Linked DNA regions of Sus scrofa: regions 1 and 3 are each linked to region 2. The links are chromatin contacts, called in public Hi-C maps. All regions are on one chromosome and are shown on one strand. The core of a region is the stretch at or near the end of the contact, and the rest is flanking DNA. Distances in the headings are between cores, read along the strand shown. Region 1 holds the start of FRMD6 (FERM domain-containing protein 6). Region 2 overlaps LOC102162767 (a long non-coding RNA gene). Region 3 overlaps LOC102162767 (a long non-coding RNA gene).

Region 1 (4,628 bases), core at 2,077-4,576, 110 kb after region 2:
TATAAATCAAAGATGAAAAAAACTATTTTTTTTTCTAATCTTCTGAACTGACCTTCTCAATGTACTATTCTCGTGTTTGGAAAAATACTTGTAAAGGAATGTAACTTACAGCCATTCGCATCTCCTTCATTTTCTATATAATTGTGTTACTTACACCAAAATGTGTAACTATCACCCATCAAAGTTTAGGCCTCTTCAGTTACAAAATGAATCTATGGTTATCGTCCTTTAAAACCATGCCTCCACGCACCTGCTCACTCTGTGCTCCCTTCTTCCTGAGATAGCATAGCCCATGGCTCCCACATGTGTCTCCATTTAGAATAATCTGGGGATCTTGAAAATATTCCTAAGCCCAGGCCACATCCCAGACCAGTTAAATCACATGTCTGTGACACAGGCATCAGTAGGTTTTGAAAGGTGGTTACAGGTGGTTACAATGTGCTGCCAAGCTTGAGAACAAACACCTCAACCAATTTGTACCCCAACTTTTGTTCATCCTCCCTTTCTCAGTTGACAGGGTATGTCTGACGTCTTTTATGAAGATTCTAGGCCTTCTCATTATTCCTCCTGAATATCTCTACCATAGTAAGCATTAAAGTATATAGTAACAGTGTACTTGCTCACATGTTCCCTCAAATTACTGTAAGATTCAGGAATGATTTTACATTTGAATCCTGGTGTCTAACCCTGTGTGTCTAACCCCATACTTGGTGTATGGGAATTCTCAATAAATTCATGGAATGAGTAACTTCTTCCTAATAAAATTAAAGCAAAAATATAGTGTTATGTTAATATGTAAATGCTATGGAGACCGTATTAGTTTAAGATGTGTTTTAGATGATGTTTCACTTGATGGGCAATGTCCCATATTTAGGAAAATTTCCCATCATACCAGTGAAAATAAATGTAAATATCAGCATCAAAGAGTCAAAAAATATAACTTTGATTACCTACAAAACTGCACTCTTTATTGTAATAAGCACAGAAAAAAATTTCCTGTGATAAGAAACATGTAAAATAACCCACCTTTTCTCAGTTCCATTTCCATCTTGAATGGATTATGTGTTGTTTTCCAAATCAGTTCTTTCCAAATTTTATGTTTCAGGGATTTATAAAACCAATTTTAAGAGTTTTAAAGTACTTAGTTTACAAAAATGTACCACATAAGAGGTTATGTTTATCATGGTATTCATACTGTTAACATAATCATGATTCGAAAAATATTCATATAGTAAATTTTGCTATAATCAAATTTTAGACAATCCAATCTTAAACACATGATTTTAAAAAGTGGTTTAATATTATTTTGCTCCTTGGGTTACCTAATCATTTTATATTGCAACAGTGTTTTACAATCTAACAATATGTTGTTTTTATCTGCTAGATGTTTAAGCATGAAACCTGAAAAGAAATCAGATTTAGGAACTGTTTTCCAAGATAGTAATATATTCCTCACTTGTCTCATTTATCTTCACATATGAAAAAATAGATTATCTCATTAGATATAAAATTAAGACCTTACCAACTACTGTTCAATATGCACTGTTTGTGAATGCATGTTAAGAGGAAAAGTGTAATTCTCCACTTTTAAATGCTAACATTGTAATAAACAAATTTTTAAGTTAGTCTAGTAGTTAAATATAGCTAATTTAAAAGGCAGTCATTGGAACACAATTCTTGTCTTATAATGGAGTCATAACTTCATGAGTGCAACATCCTTAAAAGCTGCTCTGCTTTATCAGAAATAAGCTGGGGGGTGGGGTGGAGAAAGTTCTCTCATGGCTCAGGGGATTAAGGATCCCCTGTGGTCACTGCAGCGGCTTGGGTCACTGCTGTGGCCCCTGTTTGATCCCTGGCCCAGGAACTACCATATGCTGTAAGCAAGACCAAGAAAAAGAAGCTCCGCATAAAAAAAAAAAAAAAAAAAAAAAAAAAAAAAAAAAAAAAAGGAGTTCCCGTCGTGGCGCAGTGGTTAACGAATCCGACTAGGAACCATGAGGTTGCGGGTTCGGTCCCTGCTCTTGCTCAGTGGGTTAACGATCCGGCGTTACCGTGAGCTGTGGTGTTGGTTGCAGACACGGCTCGGATCCCGCGTTGCTGTGGCTCTGGCCTGGGCCGGTGGCTACAGCTCCGATTAGACCCCTAGCCTGGGAACCTCCATATGCCACGGGAGCAGCCCAAGAAATAGCAAAAAGACAAAAAAAAAAAAAGAAGCTCCGAAGGTATATTCTCAATGCTCAGTTTTAATGTCACAGTTCACAGAATGTAAAAGCTGAATGAAACAACCATTACAAACTTTAGTCGCGATGAACAAACGGAATTTCTTTTGCCATGCAAACAAGGCACACAAACGTGCCTTCAACCAATAACAGCCAGCTTTACATATTTATGGTTGATCAAAAGAGCAGGGCAATTTTAAAGTTGGCTTCTGATTTGGGATAGTGTCCTTTCTCAGGTCCTCTGCCTTCTTCTTGTCTCCTTGTCATGTCCAGACACATCCTTTAGTGAGGGGCCCTTTGGGAGCACTACTGTAGCTCCTGGCCAGGGGTCAGGAGTCCACAGAAGACCTAGGAGATTGGAGGTCTCGGGCCTGAAGGCCACGTGGAGGCTGGTCCCAGTGGATGCTTAGCCCTTCCCTAGATCCAACAACTAAAAGTGGTAAAGAAACCTCCTGATTTTGGGTCTTAGTGCCATAAAAATATCTTCCACTGGCCCTCTGCATCACTTGCCTTGGCAACCATCGAGAAAGAGCGGGCAAATATAATTTCTAAGGGGCCACTGACACTAAAACCACAGCGGATAGAGGCTGCGTCTACCTGAAGAACTGGCAAGAGAGAGTTAGCGGAGGCGACTTGGCTTCCTCTGCGGCGCCCCCTCCATCCAGTATAAAACCCGCGAAGCAGCGGCGACCCGAGTGGTGGGTGGGCAGGTGGGTGCAGGACCGGAGGGAAGCAAGGAATCACGAAGCCTCCTCCGCAGGTACCGCCTCCTCTCTCAACGGCCTCCCCACAGTCATTCTGAATTAGTAAAATAAAGCTCAGGCCAAACAGCCACCCCCAGCCAGCGCGACTGAGCTTTGGTGGGAGCGATACCCGGGAGCGGGGGATGGACGGAAGAAAGGCCATTAGGCCAGAAAGTGGGAGAGCTGACAGTGTCCCCTTGCGCCACTGTTTCCGTGGTGAGGGAAAGACTTAGATCGCCGCGGTTCTAATACAGCATCCTTGTGCAGGACCCGGAGGCGTGGTATGCTCAGCTTTCTCCCGCCCGGGACTCGCTGCACCCCTCCGCTGGACGCTTGGTTGGGCCCGGGGCGGGGCCTGCAGGAGCTCCACGTGCGGCTAGGAGCTGGGTGCTGGGCTTCAGCGGCTCTGCCACCGCCCCCGCTACCTCAGGGCGGAGGGGGGAGGAGCCTCAGGGGGCGGGGCGAGAGGCGTGGGCGGGGGCGGGGCGAGAGGCGTGGGCGTGGGGCGGGGCGGATGTGGAGCGCTAGTCCGGCTACCCTGACCGAGGGGCTGAGAACAGTGGGGCAGGCGCGGCACCGGCAGGAAGGCACGGAGAGCTGACGGGAGTCCGACACCTGGTGCTCCGGACTTTCTCCGAGGTACGAGCGGGAACCCGGCCCCTGGGGTTCCCCCAAACCGCCCCCTAGCCGGGCCACCGCGCCCCGGCCGCTCACTGTGCCCCCTGCCGGCCGGGTGGCGGCGGCGGCGGCTGGACCGGGCTTCGGGAGGGTTTCTGAAAGTCGCGAGCCGCAGCCCAGGCAGTGTCCCCTTCTCTGCGTCTTTCTTCGCCTTCTCCGCGTTCCCTCGCTCCGGGCGTCGGGCACCGGGCGGGAAGGTAGCTTCTCTGCGAGTCGGAGCTCGCCTACGCCGGGGTGGGAGGACGGGGCCCCGGGGCAGCCGAGCCGGCCAGCGAGGGAGGCGCGGAGCTCCGGGGCCGGCTCTGCGGCGAGGGCGGGAGGCCAGCTGGGGCTGCGGGCTGTGCCCCCGGGCTCAGTGCCCGCGCTCGGTGGTCGCCGGCGCCCTGTGTTGGGGGCGCCTGCCCGTCGCGTCCCGTCGCTGTGCCCAGGCTTCGGGTGTAGCCCCTGAGCCGCGAATTCTTGGGTGCCGCGCGGTACCGCCTGTTGTGCGCGCGCCGGCCGGGTTAGCCCGGCTGCGGAAAGGGACCCGAGCGCCGCGTCTTGTCCCACCGTCCCCGTGAGTGCCTAGTCGGGGGAACCAGAAACTGAGCTCGGGCTTGGGGACGCCGGAAGGAGGCCTCGGTGGGTTAGGAGTCGGGGGTGCGGCCTGCAGAATTTGTGTTCGGGGAGGAGCTGGCGACGCGCAGGCCGGACCCCGGGCCATGGAGACCCCCAGCCTCTGCTCGGGGAGGGGCCAGGACTTGTCAGGAATGGACAGTTGAGGGCCACCCGGGTGAGGTCCACAGGGCTTAGAGCAGCACCTCGACTACCGGGACAGTATAACCTACTGGTGAGGGCGTTTTCTTGAAGGCAGGAAGAAATGGAAAGCTGTCAAAATAAGCATATTTTAAAGTTGCAATGAAAGTTGGCAGGTTTTCAGGCCGTGCACTTGCGTAGCTAGTGTCCAAAGAAATATTAGCTCCTTGACACTCTTTTCTTTTGCATTTCT
Region 2 (5,050 bases), core at 1,312-3,811:
ACCCAATTCTAACTCTGTGTGTGTGTGTGTGTGTGTGTGTTGGGGGAGACAGTGTGTCATTTCCCTCACATCAGTAAGCAAGCTTGGGTCATCGGTTGGGTGTCCTACATTTCAACTTGATTCTGATACTATCTACCGGAGATAGCATCAGATTCCTCAGGTTTAGTCCTATGAGACTGCCTGCCCCCCACTTCTTATTGACTGGCTTCATCAGGGGTTCCCAAGACTCCCTACTCGGGTTTGATTAATTTGTTAGAGTGGCTCACAAAACCCACTTACTTGCTGGATTACTTATATTACTTACTGGATATCCAGTTTATTATACAGGCTGTAATTTAGGAACAGTGGGATGGAATTGATGCCTAGGGCAAGGTATGTGGGGAGGGGTGTAGAACTCCCGTACCAGGAAGCACATCATTCTCTCCATATCGCCATGTGTCCACTGTCTTGGAAGCTCGCTGGACCCACTCTTTTCAGCTTTTTATGGAGACTTCATTACAGAGCTATTGTTAATTAAATCATTGGCCATTGTGATAGATTCAACTTCCAGGCCCTCTCCCTTCCCCAGAGGTCAGGGGGATGGGACTGAGGGTTCCAAGGCTCTCTCATCAAGTGGCTGGTTCCTCTGCTGACCAGCCTTCATCCCTAGGTGATCTAGGGGCATTCCTAAGGCCGTCTCATTAACGTAACAAAAGATACCTTTATCACTCTCAGCACTTAAGAAATTCCCAGGTTTTTAGGAGCTCTGCTAGAAACAAGGATCAACACCAAATATGTATTTTATATATGTATGTCATATTCCAAATCAAACTATCACACTCCCATCCCCCAGAATTTGTTTGCTAGCATACCTCTTACTCCTAGGTAGGTTTAAGGATGAAATGAATCAATTTATGTCAGTATTTTGCATTATGCTCCCCATACAGAAAGTATTCCAGAAAGGCTGACAGTTATTATTATTATTTTTATCATCATCATAATCATTCCATTAAAAACAAGTGCAGCAACCTCTCAATTGTTTACTTATCAAATCAATCAATCAGCTATGTTCTGTGTTTTGTCTTTCGCCCCAATCTGACAACTTTACTAGTGGCACACTAGGGACTAGTCTCAGACACAGAGAAAAAAGCAGTGAAAACCTAATCAACTCATTGAAGTGCTTATTAGCATCTTCATCCTGACAAAATATTTGATGAGAGAGAAAAAAAAAGGATGAAAGTTATGAAAACAGGGAATTATATCTAAATTCAAAACATTCACCTCCACTTTTGTCTTCCTTGAGACAGCTTATTAAATTTCACTATTAAGTAGCATTGAACAATTTTTAACACTTGGTCAAAAAATCTGATAATTCTGGATTTCTGTAACAAATCATAGAATTCTTGATCCAAAGTATCTTAAGCTAAAGAGTGAATTATTGGCTCCAAAAGTAAAAATCCAGGAATAGGTCTGTTTTCAAACATGGCTCACGGCAGGGTTCTTACCAGTTCATAATGCTGGATTTCTATGCTTTCTACTGTGTCAGCCCCCCTCCCAGTATCCATTGGAAAGGTCTTTCCAAAATCATATTCACCAGGAAAGAGAAAACTGCTTTTCTTATAGTCCCTGTGAAACTCCTGAAGTTCACTCAGAACTGTCACATTCCTGACTCTAGTTTAAGAGCCCGAACAGACTGTACCCAATAGGGTGGAGATAATTCACCCTCCAGTTAAACTGGGGTATTATTACTCTAGGAAGATGAGGTGGAGGGGAAAAAAGGTTGGGCAACCAAAAAAAAATTGTCCACTGTATGTCATTGTCACTATAGTTGAACCAATATCAACAGCTCATATCCATAATAAGTACACTGCTTGACAATATCCGTCTCAGGCTGGGTTTCAGTCTTGCATACTTCTGATGCTATTAAAGATCTTAGTTATAAAGATGAATGGAGATAGTATCTCTGTAGGGAACAGATTTTGAGAAACCCAAGTAAGAGCGTTTAAAAGCCAATGCTAGCAAAAATTTTTATAACACTACCTGTTAGATTTCAAATGAACAGTTCAGATAATAGAGGAATCTTCCTAATATGCTCTTAGTGCCTTCCTTGTTAACTAAGAACCAGAGTCCCTCGATTCTGAGAGGGCTTGACAGCAGTAACATAGTGAAAATTGAGGGAGATAAAAACTTTGGGTGTTCTGTAATGGAAAAAGCCGTGGGCATGCAGAAATTCCACAGAGTGTTTGGCTGTCAATTAGTTTGAGAATTTCATTCTAGGAAAGTAAGTTGTAACTCTCGTGTTATGGAGAAGTTTAAATATTTATACCAAGGGGTGAAAAAAAGAAAAGAAAGAAAGAAAAGCACAAAACCCTCTACCCCCAGAGCACCCACCACTGACAGGTTACATAATTCTGAGATCCAAGGTAATATATGGGTCTCTGCATCATGGTCTCTGCTGGGAAGTTGATGTTTCTGTTCCTCTTGGCTGCAAGTTTGCTCAGCTTGCGCCTGATGTCATCCTGATTCCTAACTCTTCCTTGAAGCCACAGGCTATAATGAATGAGTCACGGAGGTTAACAGGCAGCCCTTTCTGGTTTATATCGTATGCACATCCTGTAATAGTCCTGGAGTGGCATTCCATGATTCATATCCTAGCCTGGTGTGCCCTAACCAAATGCATCTTCTGGCGATGAACATTAAGAGCCCCACAGTGCACATTAGTATGGAGCAATTTAAGTAAACCATTTTTTTCCTACCCTCTGAGAACTTTCTTATGGTGTCCTACTCAAATATGATTTGTTTTTAATCATTGTGATGCTCAGCTTTACCTTCATCATTAAATATGATGTAATAATCTTGGGACTGTGCCAAGGAAACACCAACTATAAGGAGAGTTTCTTTGACCCCAGAAAGGCACATCTGGAAGCATTTTGGAGTGTGGGCATATTTCCCAAAGATTTTGAGATTGGATTGCTCTTGGTGTGACCCTGAAAAAATATATCAGGTCTTTGGTAATTGAACAAAACTGTGTCCCAGCCCGGGCTTTGTAAACAGTGTTATGTAATATTCATCTTGGAATACACAGGATGTTAATGAGGTATTACTATGAAATAATCTTTTACTAAAAAAATGCATGCCTAGCATCAAATAGTGGAGCTCATTACCACTTTCTTTTCTCCTAAGAAAGAATGATACCCAAAGATTTCTGGATCTTAGAAAGAAAGGAATTCCTATTATTTGCAAAAGCAGCATTAGGACAGTATGGCTACAGCACCAAAGGACAAGTGTCACTTAAAATGTGGCAAAATTAAAAAGAGGCATTGCCAGAAAAAAAATGGAAGTGCTCATGATTGCTAAGCCCTATAAGTAATGTAAACATATCTGGCATCTGTCCCCATTTTTTTCCTGGGCCCTTTTAAATGAAAGAGTCGTAATTCATTCTTAATCACCCACTAGGTGTTAGGTACCCTGTGGCTGGTAGCCATCAAAATTAATTGCAGGTGCCTCTGCGGGGCTTCAGTATAAGGCAATCATGATCATGATGAATTCCTAACACGCTCTGCCGACTTAGGGTAATTAACTCTGGGTCCCTCCCCTTGTTCTGAAGTGCGTCTAGTTCTCAGTGGATTTCTGAAGCTACATTTTGCCTTTTTTGAGAGAAAATAGAAAAAAAATAGAAAAAAAAGATGAACCCTACTCAATTTTTGGCTCGGGGAAGTGTGGGGGAAGGTAGGGGCGGTACAAGTTAGAGCCTAAAACACTGCTGTAAAGATGTTTCCCTGAAGCAGGAAAAGAAAGTGAATTTGGTCATGGTATATTTACCCTTGACTTTATGAAAATTGACTCCTTCTGGTGTTCAAAAGTCCAGACTTCAATGTCATCTTGATTCACTATTAAACCTTGGCTTTCAAAGTGTGATCTGAGGGCTGGCACCATAAGCATTACCTGGAAGCTAATTAGAAATGGAGAATCTGGCCACCCTGACTTGAATCAGAATCTGCAGTTGAACAAGAACCCTAGGTGACTTGTATTGACATTGACATTGAGAACCACTGATGTAATGCATGCTTGTGGTATTTAACTCATTTAAAGAGCTTACTGTTGTATCTAGGAGGTGTGATTGGCAAGCAGACCCAGAGGAAATGGGTGCTTTGGAGCCGGGGCAATCCCCCTCCCCCCCGCACGGTCTTTGAATTCCCAGCACATAGCTCATATATTGAGATGGATGACTGATTGGGTAGATGGGTTAGTGGATGGGTGGAAGACTGCCTGAATGGATAGACTTATGGACAGATGGAAGGATGGATAGATGAAAAGCATAATACTCCCTCCAAAACAATCTTGAAAGAAAAAGTGAGTATAAAAAAATCAAAGCAAAATTTGGCTTTCCTTATTATTTAGGAAAGGCTTGCTTGAAATTACAACTACAATATAGTATAACTTGTCAGGCCAAAAAAGTCTTGTATTAGGAATTGATTGAACATTTCTAGGCCTCCATCAATCTAGGAAGCCAGGTTTGGTGTGTGGAAGGGTGTCTTCCAGCAAAGAACCTTATCCCTTCCCTGAACTCATTTGATGCTCTGCATTTGTGCCCTCTATGGCTATGTTCCTTTTTACTGGCTATGCCCCACCTCCACAGCTAGAGTATAACCCTTTTAGAGACAAGAACGGTGCCTTCAACATTGACCACCCCTTGCACCCAGCACACATCTGCTGACCTGAACCACCACCATCATGGTGCTTGCACCATGTCTACTAATGAGAAGAGCCCTGTGATAACATGAAGGCCTTCACTCAAAGAGGACCAACCTCTCCTCCTTTTCTCATCCTTAAATTCACCTGGTCACCAGTACCTTTTCCTTTGGAAGCAGGGATTATGTTCTTTTAAATTGGTTCATTTTCTTTCAAAAAATTGTTGGATGTTACAGCCAGCAAAATGGTAGAAACAGTAGGTCGCTTATTTTTCTCTGACACGGGAGCAAAGTGGCAGTTGTATCTGTGTGTCAGTGCTGCCCTAGGCAAGCGTTCTCTCTGAGTTGCATTGCCAGTGCTGGCCTCAGCAAAGAGCAGC
Region 3 (4,570 bases), core at 557-3,056, 100 kb before region 2:
AATTTAAACTATTGACTATGTGATGTTTAAAAAACGTAAGTATGTAATTCATTTAGGGAACATTTCTTTTTTAAATGTTTAAAATGTTGATGCTTATGCATCTCAATCTTCAATGATCCAGAAGACATACCTAAAAATAATTGTTTATCCAAGGATTTGGATGGCCAGGGTTTCTGTAACTTGGTTAGATAAAACTGGAATGTTGGATTACGAACCTTATTCTAAAAATCAAATAGTGCGTTAGACCAGTCAGTTGGATCAGAAATCCCATGATCATGACCTGAATCTTTCCTGCATGCATTTTTAGCATTTTTCTCATAGAAGGGTTGTAATCAAGATAGGCCATCCTTAGCCCTGGAAAACTAAGATTTTGCTAAGGTGCTTTGTGGAGAACAGACTCAAGTAGCCAAAGAGTCCTACTGGCTTAAAAAAAAAAAAAAGAAAGAAAGAAAGAAAAAGCTGAACATGATAGGACACTTATAATTGCACTTATTATGATAATGAACACAATTTCACCTATATGAAGTACCTAGAGTAATCAAATTCGTAGAGAGAGGAAGAAGACTGGTTGTGTTGGTTGCCAGGGTCTGGGAGTTACTGTTTCATGGGCACAGAGTTTCACTTGGAGAAGATGAAAAAGTTCTGGATGTAGGTGGTGATCATAGTTTTGCACAAGTGTGAGCATTCTTAACGCCACAGAACTATACACTTAAAAATGGTTGACTGGTAAATTTTATGTTATATATATTTTACCACAATAAAAAAAAGTAAATTAAAGCAACAATCAATTGCCAATACAAATCGACTGCATACAATGCGTCAAACATTATGTTAAGTGTTACTTCACATGTTACATATGTTGGATTTAGCCAGCACAGTAACTCAATAAAATAGGTATTAACTAGGCCCATCCTCCAGGTGAGGAAACTATGGCCCAGAAAGGTCAAGGTCAGAGAGGGAGTAAAGCAACAGGTCCAGGACTCAACCCCAGGCAGAACAGTGCCATATTCTGGAACTTCAAAATTGGACAGACCTAAGTTTGATCACTAGCTCTATACTTGCCTTGCATATATCTAATAAATGTTTTTATTTTTATTTTTTTTTGTCTTTTTTTGCTATTTCTTGGGCCGCTCCCGCGGCATATGGAGGTTCCCAGGCTAGGGGTCCAATCAGAGCTGTAGCCGCCAGCCTACGCCAAAGCCACAGCAACGCGGGATCCGAGCCGCGTCTGCAACCTACACCGCAGCTCACGGCATTGCTGGATCGTTAAACCACTGAACAAGGGCAGGGATTGAACCCGCAACCTCATGGTTCCTAGTCAGATTCGTTAACCACTGTGCCACGACGGGAACTCCTAATAAATGTTTTTAAAAACTAATCATCATTTTTATGTAAACCGTGTGTGAGAATTTGGCTTTTTCTTTGCCAACTCTTACTTAAAATGCAGCGATTTTTCCTCCAGTGTAATTGAGGTGCAAAAGCCGTGGTAAAGAATTAACATGGAGTTTAGGCAACATAGGAAAGAGCTGGGTTTTGGTGACAACTCAAGTGAAAAAGGCAGCTCCTCTTTTCTTTCCCCTGCAGTGAGCTGATGTTAGGACTGGAGTCACCTGAATTGGCTCTTAGGGCCTTTTGAGCTGGGGCTCAGCCAGGCCTCCACACATATTTGGACTGCTTTTCGATGACTCAGGTTTACTGGAAAGTTCTTCGGGCCATTTAAAAGGGACCCTCTTGAACCACAGAGTTGATTTAAAGCATTCCAGAGCAGACAAGCACAGTAGTAAGGCCAGCTAGCTACGGAGTCCTGCCCTATTTTGCTATCGCCAAAGTTGGGGAGACAGTCCCCTCAGATCCCTGACGTGGAGGAGGCTCGACCTGACAAACTACAGGTTCAGCCAACCTCACCAGAGCCAGGAGCTCATCGAACACCTGCCCTTGCTGAAAATGTGTTTTCCTTGGCCAGCCCACGAGGATTACCTCTCATTCGGCTAAACCTTAGACCAAAAGCTACCCATTTTCTCGATGGCTGCTAGGAAGACCTTTTAAGTATTTCAACCCAAAGCTTTCACATTCGAAACCTCATGCTCTAAACCAATAGCCTTCGACTTTTTTTGCAAATCGACTTCCTTCTGATTACATCTAAATTCTGAATTACATCTAATGTTTCAAAAGTCTTTCCCATTCAAATTCCTGAGTCATGAGAACATCCCCAGGGCTAGGTCTCTGCTTTGCAATCCAAATCGCCTGCCACTTCCCATATGAAGAACTCTGTATCCTGTCCAAGATTTTGGGGGTTCTGCATCTGTTCTTCTGCCTTCCCTCACTTAGGCCCCACTTTCATTCTACTTGGCATCCATTCCTCAGAGACTAAGGTTTGGAGTTACGGCTCTCTCCTAATTTCATTAAGGATAGTGGGTTTTTTTTTTTTCTTTCTATTTCTTATTCTTTTAAAATTTTATTTGCATTTAGGGAAGGGTGTTGAACTGCAATATCTTTCTTCTGTGATCTCCACCTGGAGCTTCTGATCTAGTTTTACTTCCTGTGTCATAATGGTATGAGAGATTGAGAGAGAGAGAGAGAAGAATGTTTAGATATGAACACGTAGAGGTTCGATATTATCTGCCCCTCCTCCTGCGTTGAGGATAGAAGGTACACTGAGGTCCTCCTAGAACTACTGGAATTCAGAAAAACATGTAAAAATCTTAGTTGGAATAATGTGAGATAATGATGTAAAATTGCTTTAGAAAATTGCCATAAATATACAGTGTATTAAATGTGCCCGATAATTATATGCTACTTAATGACATAATTAATCTTTTCTATCTCTATCCACTCCAGTGAATACTGAAACAAACTCTTTTCTCCATCTGAGCACCTGAAATGTCGAGGTTCCTAAGGACCTGCCCGGCAGCAGACTGGCGGTCCTCTATTTGTGTGTGTGCTCAAAACTTCCCACCAGCAGACAGCCCATGAGGAGTCCCATGGGTTCAGGGGCCATTTTCCTTTAGTTTTTTCTGTGAAGCAAGCACATTAAATGCTTCTCATACATTTTGAGAACTTGAAAGCATTTGAGGGTGACAGTGACTATAATAATTGTGATATTGGTAGAAAGAGCTTAGTGTTTTTTGAGGGGATGACCTAAGTTGGGGATCCCTTTCTCCCTCAGTGTCTTTCTCCCTTCTTGGGTCTCTCTTGTCCTTTCTTTTCCTCCCTGGTTTTCCTCTCCTCCTCTTCTGGGCTTTCCTTTCTTTTCTTCCTCCCCCGCTCCCTCCTCTCTTCTCTCCCTCCCCTGCACTCCCCATCTCTGGTACACACGTGTTCCTACCCCTCTTTTTGCTAAACCCTATCATGAATTTCCATACCCTGAGAAATAATACCTTTAGTAACTGTCCATTGTAGTACTAATTAGATGTCCAGGAAGAAGACTAATCTTGAGACTTGCACCTAATAGACTAAATGGTCTTAAAAGTTTCTTCTCTCTCTAATTTCACTCTGGCAAATGCCTGGAGAGCCTCTGGTTTTGCCTGCCTCATGTTTTACTATGTTCTAATTGCTAAATATTTATCTCTTGCCTTTCCCTCCCACCCCAACAAATATTATAAGCTCCTCAGGGCAAGAACTATGCCTTGTAAATTTATGCTATTCTAGTGGCTGCTTAAGAAATATTTGTTTGCATGCTTAACATGTTGACTCTCCCAGGGCACTTAATTTCTATGGCTTGGAAGTAAACATTTCTGGTCGGTTCTCCCTCCTCTGAGGCAGCCTCCTTCAGGGTGACTCTGCCAGGTTCTTTAGTATAATCACTTTGGTATAAAGCATGTTGAAACTCTGTGCTTCACTTCAGAAGAGGAGCAAGAAAACCAACAAAGCGATGCATCCTTTTGTCAGGAAGCCACAGAGTGCAAGACAGAAGAATTCAACAGTGTCTGACCTTGTGCTCTGATGTTTTCCAAGCTCTGATTCCTGGTGTAGGAATCACTGTATGATTCTGACTTCACTGTGCTTAATGAGGCCGTGAAGGCACCAGAATGGGATTAGCCCCTTGGACTTCAGTCTGATGCCCATTGTGTCTCTCACTTCTCCCCTCCCTTGGCCTAGGGAACACACATTCTATCTTGTTCCAAGAAGTAAAGAATGTTTGTTCTCTTTCAACCAATCTCACGCAATCTAATGTATCAAAGATATTCAGAAGTTTGAGCAAAGGCCCTTCTTCCTCTAACTTTATCACAGCCAGGACTGCTAAGGAAAACAGCATATCCCATCAAGATCTTGAAAAGCCCAAGATACAGCTTTTGTATTTCTCCCTGCTGCCAAATCTTTATATTCTCCAAGTGTCAGAATGGATGTGACTCAGCTGTGATACAGCGAAAGATTAGGCAGCATGTAATTCTACCCTCACTCTCTCTCAGCATATGGCAGGATTTGTGGCTGCCAAAATCTAGGCGGGCTCTTGCCTCCAAAAGTGCATGAACAAAACCCCCTGTGTTTCATGAAGGCTGTACCCGCACCAGCTTCAACTGTGTCTGTAGTCCTTCTGGGCGCTATCAGGCCGAAGCTCCAAATGATTGCT

Evidence for each region. A called contact is a pair of places that touch in the nucleus more often than the background predicts.
Region 1: a contact with region 2 is called in a Hi-C map of embryonic fibroblasts, with 4 times the contacts expected there. The contact joins the promoter of FRMD6 here to the enhancer-like site in region 2. A contact is called at or near these places in 1 of 5 promoter capture datasets (fetal skeletal muscle), 3 of 47 Hi-C or Micro-C datasets (embryonic fibroblasts and fibroblasts) and 1 of 2 datasets of contacts at active chromatin or transcription factors (skeletal muscle).
Region 3: a Hi-C map of embryonic fibroblasts shows a contact between it and region 2, with 1.7 times the contacts expected there. The contact joins two enhancer-like sites. A contact is called at or near these places in 2 of 47 Hi-C or Micro-C datasets (embryonic fibroblasts and subcutaneous adipose tissue) and 1 of 2 datasets of contacts at active chromatin or transcription factors (skeletal muscle).

What each region holds. Positions count from the first base shown.
Region 1 is chr1:181,335,078-181,339,705 of Sscrofa11.1, forward strand. It overlaps FRMD6 (FERM domain-containing protein 6), which reads left to right and starts at 3,327. Exons shown (of 14, transcript XM_021101841.1): 1 at 3,327-3,601.
Region 2 is chr1:181,223,715-181,228,764 of Sscrofa11.1, forward strand. The region is part of intron 4 of LOC102162767 (a long non-coding RNA gene); the gene reads left to right. Among named protein-coding and RNA genes, the nearest start is that of FRMD6, 110 kb to the right of the region's middle. Within about 2 kb of position 2,562, at least 9 of the 83 cell types and tissues checked have an H3K27ac peak or open chromatin away from gene starts, as enhancers often do. A contact at or near this core is called in embryonic fibroblasts, where this site is marked.
Region 3 is chr1:181,124,540-181,129,109 of Sscrofa11.1, forward strand. All of the region lies in intron 1 of LOC102162767 (a long non-coding RNA gene), which reads left to right. Among named protein-coding and RNA genes, the nearest start is that of TMX1, 190 kb to the left of the region's middle. Within about 2 kb of position 1,807, at least 15 of the 83 cell types and tissues checked have an H3K27ac peak or open chromatin away from gene starts, as enhancers often do. A contact at or near this core is called in embryonic fibroblasts, where this site is marked.